Linked DNA regions of Mus musculus: region 1 is linked to region 2. Evidence: chromatin contacts called from public promoter capture Hi-C data. All regions are on one chromosome and are shown on one strand. Each heading gives the region's core, a stretch centred on a gene start, on an enhancer-like site or on the middle of the called end of the contact. The rest is flanking DNA. Distances are from core to core; before and after follow the strand shown.

Region 1 (3,744 bases), core at 952-3,451, about 15 Mb before region 2:
CCCACCGATATCTCGTTTGGGCAACCAACAAATTCACCGGGCTTACTTACAGGAGTGGGTTAGGAGTACAAAACAGCTGCATATGAAATCTTATCTCAGCATGGAGGGGGCTTCTCCAGAAGTGTATAGATGGAGTCCCCTCTTCAGTTAACTTTCCACACTCTGTAAATTGTAGCACCTCTCAACACCACATGCTGCTGGGGCAGAATTACATACAATTGGGAAGCATTAACAGAGGCAAGGGACTTTTTAAGTCTAGTCTTAAACTTTATGTATCCACTAGCATGCAATATATTATAATACCATTGATCAAAAATTCCAGGTTTTTTGTCTCTGTGGGATATGGGTCAACTATCACTGTTGTATAGCTAAACTTTGCCATAAATCATACATGAATATATGATAATTTGAATGTATCTTCTGAAGCTTTCTTTCTTTCTTTCTTTCTTTCTTTTTTTTTTTGCACAAGCTTTTATTAGAGTCAGGTTGAGATTTTTCAGTAATTTTTGAATTTTAAAGTCACAGATTTACAGAATTACTGAAAGTATTCCATATGCCCACAGTTTTTCTGGTCATAGACATATATTAGTCTCTACTATATTTTAAAATAATCATCCTTTCTCACTGACCTTATGAGTCCTCAGAGCCAGACATGTAGCTCTTGCTAATTTTATGTTGGTATTTTCAAGTTTTGGAGCCTTTCAATAAAAATCTGGGTTCCTCTTAGGTTTTTTGTTTTTGTTTTTTTTTTTCCAGTTAAAAGGAAAGTTTACTGGGACATTCATGCCACTACTGCACCAATAAAGATATCTTGCCAGGTTACTCCTTATTGTAGTTTGCATGGCTCATGGCTGACATGACATCATGTGCCAAACACACCTTTTGACGTCATCTAACTTTTGTGACCTGCCAAAGGGAAATGGCGAGGAACAGAGTTTTCATCACTATGAGTATTTGGGGGAGAGGACAGGGCTCTACAATGAATCTGGAGGGTGTTCCGGTTCAGCCAACTGCAGGTAGCAATGCTCAAGGTCAACACAAAACAAGTGCTGAATTGTGGGGGAGCTGTGAGAAAAGAAGTGCCAAGGATTTGTCATATAAAGGGCACTGAGGGCCAGACTCAGAGACCGTTGGGCTTTTGTTCGAATCACTACCATGGGGAGGATTGTGCTTTAGCATAAATCTGAGGGGTCTGATGATGGGATCAATTTCATCGAACAAAACTTGGCAGCTGGTCAACGCACTTGCAGGAATAGTATGCCAATTCCTGCCAGAGAATTAAAGAACCATGATATGATGGCAGTGTCCCCAGACCACCGCTAAGAAGCATTTCTTGGTGCCCACGTTGCTCCGGGTGCCCGTACATTCTAATTTACATCCCTCTGGGTTTTTTTTTTTTTTCAGATTTATTTATTTTATGTATGAGTGCACTGTAGCTGTCTTCAGACACACCAGAAGAGGACATCAGATCCCTTTACAGATGGTTGTGAGCCACCATGTGGTTGCTAGGAAATTGAACTCAGGATCTCTGGAAGAGCAGTCGGTGCTGAGCCAGCTCTCCAGCCAGATCGCTCATCCCTGTCCTTACACTTTCCAATTCGCAGTTCCTCTCGTAAATACCCCAAGTTATGGGAAAGCCACATAGCCAGGAAGCAGTCTTCAGGGAAGGTCCCCAAGAACGGCACCCATCCCATTCACCGTCCACTAGGATTTGGGGCACAGTGTCCTGACCTCAGACTCGGAGGCAGAGGAGCCTGGCAGTGTCACGCCGCCCCGCTGAACCCTCCGTGCAGGAAGCACAAGCGTGCAGTACCATGGGGTGCTGACCGGAAGCGTGTGCGACTTAAAACCCGTACATTTCTGGACCCTCAAAAGGTAGACACCCTCTTTTTTTCTCGGGTGCAGCGACACCCAAATGAAACTCAGACGTCCCCTTGGAGGAATGTGAGGTGACGACCAAGGTCTTCTCCAACTCTAGAACTCTACGCATGGCTTTTGACAGGAGGCCGGACCGAAGCCGCACTCCAGGGCCTTCATTCAGGAAGTAAAGCACGAAATCCCGCGAGACTCTCCGGGCACTTCAGGGGCTTAGCGCTTTAAGCGAGTAGGCGGGGCGCCCACCTTACCTCATCCGCCCGGCCTCACACGAGTACCGCTTCCACTCCGATCCCAGGGTTCCCTGCGCGGCGGGCGCGCTTCTAGTGCGTTCGGCGCGCGGGCGGTGTCGCGCATGCGTTCGCCTGTGGCTCCGCCCACTCCGCCCTCGCCTTGCCGCACCGCCGCTTGGGGTTGTTTCCCACCCGGTACCCGCTGGGCACCAGCTATGTGGCACGTCCCTCTTCGGCAGTGAAGGGACAGAAGCGTCCTAGGCCTCTCCACCCTAGCTGACGCCTTCGCGCCAAGGGCCGCCATGGCCACGGGGTTCTCCTTCGGGTCTGGGACCCTCGGCTCCACCACTGTGGCCCCCGGCGGGACCGGAGCGGGCAGCGGCTTCTCCTTCGGGACCGTCGCGTCTAGGTAATGGTGCCGCCTAGCAGGGGACCCTGGTGCTTCCCCGCGGAGGTCTGCACATCGAGGCCTGCCTTCAGGCTGCTAGGCTTCCCTACGAGCCGCGCAGTGGGCTGTGGACCCCTGCCGCCGAGGCTCTGCAGTCCCCGGTCGCGCCGCGACGACGCGGAGTGGGCCCGACTGCGGGAAGCGGCCTGGAGTCGCGGCTACGCCTACGCGACCCCTCGGGTTCAGGGATAGAATGAGTGTTGAATGAATGACAGCTTGTTGCTGGCTTTTAGGAACAGAAAAATAGGTAGGATGTAAGTTAAAAAAAATATCCCCGGGTGGTTTAGATTTCGGTTTTGAACGTTACGATGCATTGGATTTATGATTTTTTGTTTGTTTCAAGCCTTTGTGCCACAGGACCCCCTTCTGTCTTTTTAACATTTTTATGGCATGTATTGTATCATAGTTATTTTGTGCCCTATACAGATTAGCATAGCATCGCAAAGCATTTTGTGTTATAACCATCCACCACATGATCTTTTCCGTTCACTGCAAGCTTAAGTGGTATATTCTTCAGTTTGTGTAATAGATTCCGGTAGTGACAGATGAGTAGCTAGGGATTCCAAAAAGCTATTTCACTGAAAGCATTAATCACTCAGACTCGGCCTTTGGTAAAGAGTTGATCAAATGAGGAAATGTGTACTCGAAGGACAGGTATCTCCCGAGGCATAACAAGACCTATAGGCTTAATGTCTCAAAGAAAGCTCGCTCTCTCTCTCTCTCTCTCTCTCTCTCTCTCTCTCTTAACAGCCCCCGTTAGATACAGCAAATCCAAAATAACAGTACAATCAGACTGCCCCAGTTAAGTCCCATTTTTGCATATGCTTTCTTAATCTTCACTACCTATGTTGTCGAGACACAGGCGACGGTGTGCTCTGCTGTCTCTTTTAACTTTCACCTTGTTTTCTTGTGTCATCGATTAACTGGCTTTAGGTTTGTCGTTTTTAATGGTGTATCTTACTTAGTTCTTTTTTTTTTAAAGATTTTAATTATTTTTATTTAATGTGTGTGGGTGTTCTGCTTGCATCTGTGCATCATGGCTGTGCATTGCCCTTAAATACCAGAAGAGTCCGTCAGACACCCCCCCCCCCCAACCACCACCACTACCACACCACACCACACTGGAGTTAAGGCCCACTGTGAGCTACCAAGTTTTAAATTTAAAATGGAGGGATAGTTTGGGAAGTG
Region 2 (3,658 bases), core at 498-2,997:
ACAGACATAGAGACAGACACACATACATAAATAGATGAATTAAGAATTAGAAGGGCTGGAGAGATGGCTCAGCGGTTAAGAGCACTGACTGCTCTTCCTGAAGGTCTTGAGTTCAAATCCCAGAACCCACATGGTGGCTCACAACCATCTGTAATGAGATCTGACTCCCTTCTCTGTTCCTCTGTTCGCTGTCTGAAGACAGCTAAGTGTACTTACAAAGAACAATACATCTTTAGAGTGTGTGTGTGTATGTATGTATATACACACACACACACACACACATATATATGTATATATGTATGTGTATATGTATATATATGAATGAATTAAAACAGCCTTCCATAATGTCACACATGCCTAAAATTCCAGCACTGGAAAGCAAAAGGCTTGTGAGTTCAAGGCCAGTCTAGTCTACATAGGAAGCTGCATCCAGAGCTACATAGAAGTACCTGGCCTCAAAAATCAAAATAAAATGGGCATTTCAAAAGCTGGCAAAGAACTGGGGCTTTTTATTTTTTAATAATTAGTAAGTTAATCCACTTACATTTTTCTTCTGTTAACTGTTTTAGCACTTCACCTACAATCTGGAAAAGAAAAAAGGGGCATTACCTTTTGCCAATAGCTTAGAAATGGCAACATACTTTCAAACTTTATCACCTACCTGTCCAACACTTTGTAGTGCCTTCAAATCATTTTCAGACTTTTCATACTGCTTGGTAAGTTCTTTTAATTGTTCCCTTACTGAAATAATAAAATTTTGACATTTTAAATTAAACAACTGCATAAAATTTTTTACTTAGGTCTCTTTTACCTTAGGTTTCAAACCTACTGTTTCAAACCACAAAATAAGATTTTTTTTTCCAGTTTGTAGTGGATAGGTGGCATGTTTTAAAATGAAATGTAACAGAGAAAGTATCATATCTATTTTCTTGGTAGGAAATATTTTTAAGTTACATTTTTAACCGATAGTGACATCCTGCCACCTTCAGATTTGCTACAAAACTAAACGATAAGGTGAATCAAGCCTCCCATAGCTACACTAAGATCACCTGGCTTACTCTGGTTGTCCATACTAAATTAAGTCAACCAACGCAATTCTTCACCGAATCCTAGGCTGCGGTATTCTCTCATTTAATTAAATCACGCAGGGTTTTCAAAACGTGAATGTTCAGGGTATACAGAAAACTTGGTACTCAGTATGACGCCTGAGGGAAGACGAGAAAGGCTATTACAACCACTGAGCCCCCTTCTACCCCAAGTACAAGCCGCCTCCGTGAGTCCCGCGTCCGGCTGGAGCTTCTTTGACTCAAGCGTCCTCCCATCCCCGGGTCCCGAGACTCCAAGCCTGCCTTCCTGCACCCGGAATATGTCCCCAGCCCACTTGTACCTCACTCCTCTAATCTTCCCCTCTTCCACCTCAGAACTGTGGCTGTTCTCTATGCCACCGGACTGGGACTGGGGCCATACCCACGGCCGAGGCGGTGCTGCACCCCAGCGCGGGGCGGGATGACAAAGCGCCTCGTCCCTGGACTCGGGCCTTCCCAAGCCAGGCGCTGTTTTCGGGCTCAGCCGAAGCCTCCGCTCTATCAGAGACCGAAGCCGGTCCAGGCACTAGAGAGTGTGTCAAGGCTCACTCACGCTCCTTAAGACGGCCGTCAATCTCCTTGTGCTCTAGCAGCTTCTTGCGATAGTCCTGAAGCGCCTTATCTCTAGGGTCCGCCATGATGAGAAGCCGTCGCTCATAGGGGATGCCGGGAAGGGCCATGGCAGCCCGGGCGGGGGAGGGGGCGGGGCGAGGGCGCAGAGGCGGCCTGGGGCGGGACCGTGACTGGCTCCGCCCCTTCCGGCTGGCCCGCCTCTGGCTCCGGGCGCCGAAGTCAGTCACCTAGAGCGGCAGAAAGCCTCGAAAGCGCAGAAGATCGTCTCCGGTCACACTGTCCCCTGCAGGCCAGAGTGAGCAATGCCTGACTTAGCTACTGGCTGGCTCAATATTAAGTCACTGCTTTCTTAGAACGCCAAAGGATCTGTAATAAACTGAAAAGCAAGAGGAAATGACAAGATTTTTTTTTTTTTGAGACAGTGTCTTGTAATCCACACTGCCTTAGCACTCATTCTGCAGCGCTGGGCTTGAACTCTGGTCCTCCCCCCCCCCACCACCGGCTTCCTAGTGGAATTACAGGCAAACTCGAACATTCAGTATGTGCTGTGTGGAAATCGAATTCAGAGTCTCCGGCATGCTAAGCAAGAGCTTTCCCAACTGAGTCACATTTTCAAATTCAGCCTTTTTCTTTCCCAAATTATTTATTTTTATTTATGTGTTTATGTGTGTGCCTTAGTGTATACCTTAGGAGGGCAAGTGCTCACAGAAGCCAGTAGAGGGCATCGGATTTCTTGGCTCTGGAGTTACAAGCAGCTATGATTTAAAAAAAAAAATCTTATTTATTTTATGCATATAAATATCTTGCCTGCATGTATGTGTGTGCAGCACGTGTGTGCCTGGTGCTGGAGGAGGTCAGAAAAAACCACATGATTCCCCTGAAACTGGAATTATAGACGGTTGTGAGCCTCTATGTGGATACTGGGAACCGAACCCAGATCCTCTCCAAGAGCAACAAGTACGAATACCCTTTGAGCTATCTCTCTAGGCTCAGTGACTGTGTTCTTTTAAATTATTATTGACAGGCTGGGAGTGTACCTTTGGTAGAGTATTTGCCTAGCACACAGAAGCCCTGAGTTTATTAACCCCCAGCACCCTAAAACTGAATGAATGCACTCCACAAACACACAGAGATCTTTAGGAAGAGCCGGAAGCTCACATAACCAGTAAACCACTTTCCAGCCCAAAGATGCAGCCTTTTGATATCAATTGCATGAGCATAAGTAGGAAATTTTCAGTTACCCAATAAAGCACTGACCTGCTTGTAATCAGAATATTAGAAAATATTCTAACATGTAATAAGGAAATTAGAAATGATTTGAATAGGGGCCAGAGAGATGGTTCAGTGGGCAAAGGCGCGCTTGTCATGGAAGCCAGGTGACCTGAATTGGATTCATGGGACCCACTCAAAGTTGGCATGAGGTCCACATGCACAGATGCATAAATGATAATAAATCATAAAAATACCTTAATGTAGTAAATGCTACAATTGAAATAAAAGGATATTGTGGGATAAGGAGGAGAATAAATTTTGAACATGTCTGAGAGCAGAAGGGGCCCCATTATGCCACCACGTGGAGAGCCTTCTGAAGAGATTAAACAGCAAGTGCATGATTCTAAGGTAGCAAAGAGTTTGTCTCACTTCTATCAGAGAAAGGAGGCCAGCAGAACTGGAAGGAAATGGGCTAGAGATGTAGAACACAAGATAAAGTTTCTGCAGCGACCAAGGTAGGAACTTTGAAGTCTGCTAGGACTATCTCAGATCTCTGTGGTGGAGGGGTGGTGATATCTTGATGTCTTCATAAAATCAGCATAATTGTACATATGTAAAAAGGTTGTCATGGGTATTAAATAGACAATATAACTAAAGATGTTAATCCAAAATGTGGCATATGGTAATTGTATTCTTTTAAATTGTTATTCTCATGCTGGGAGTATAACATTGGTAGAATACTTGCCTAACGTACAGCTGAGTTTAACTCCCAGCACCCTAAAAAAAAA

The links. Promoter capture Hi-C pulls out the DNA fragments that hold promoters and counts their contacts.
Region 1: a promoter capture Hi-C map of liver shows a contact between it and region 2, with 3 times the contacts expected there. The contact joins the promoter of Nupl1 here to the promoter of Psmc6 in region 2. A contact is called at or near these places in 2 of 39 promoter capture datasets (liver and pre-B cells) and 2 of 484 Hi-C or Micro-C datasets (CD4 T cells and uterus).

Annotation. Positions count from the first base shown.
Region 1 is chr14:60,249,936-60,253,679 of GRCm38.p6, reverse strand. It overlaps Nupl1 (nucleoporin like 1), which reads left to right and starts at 2,201. Exons shown (of 15, transcript NM_170591.2): 1 at 2,201-2,517. The coding sequence starts at 2,411. Gm38641 (a long non-coding RNA gene) reads right to left here and starts at 2,206. Exons shown (of 3, transcript XR_874661.1): 1 at 2,127-2,206.
Region 2 is chr14:45,327,913-45,331,570 of GRCm38.p6, reverse strand. Psmc6 (proteasome (prosome, macropain) 26S subunit, ATPase, 6) reads right to left here and starts at 1,747. Exons shown (of 14, transcript NM_025959.3): 1 at 1,639-1,747; 2 at 662-741; 3 at 545-584. The coding sequence starts at 1,723.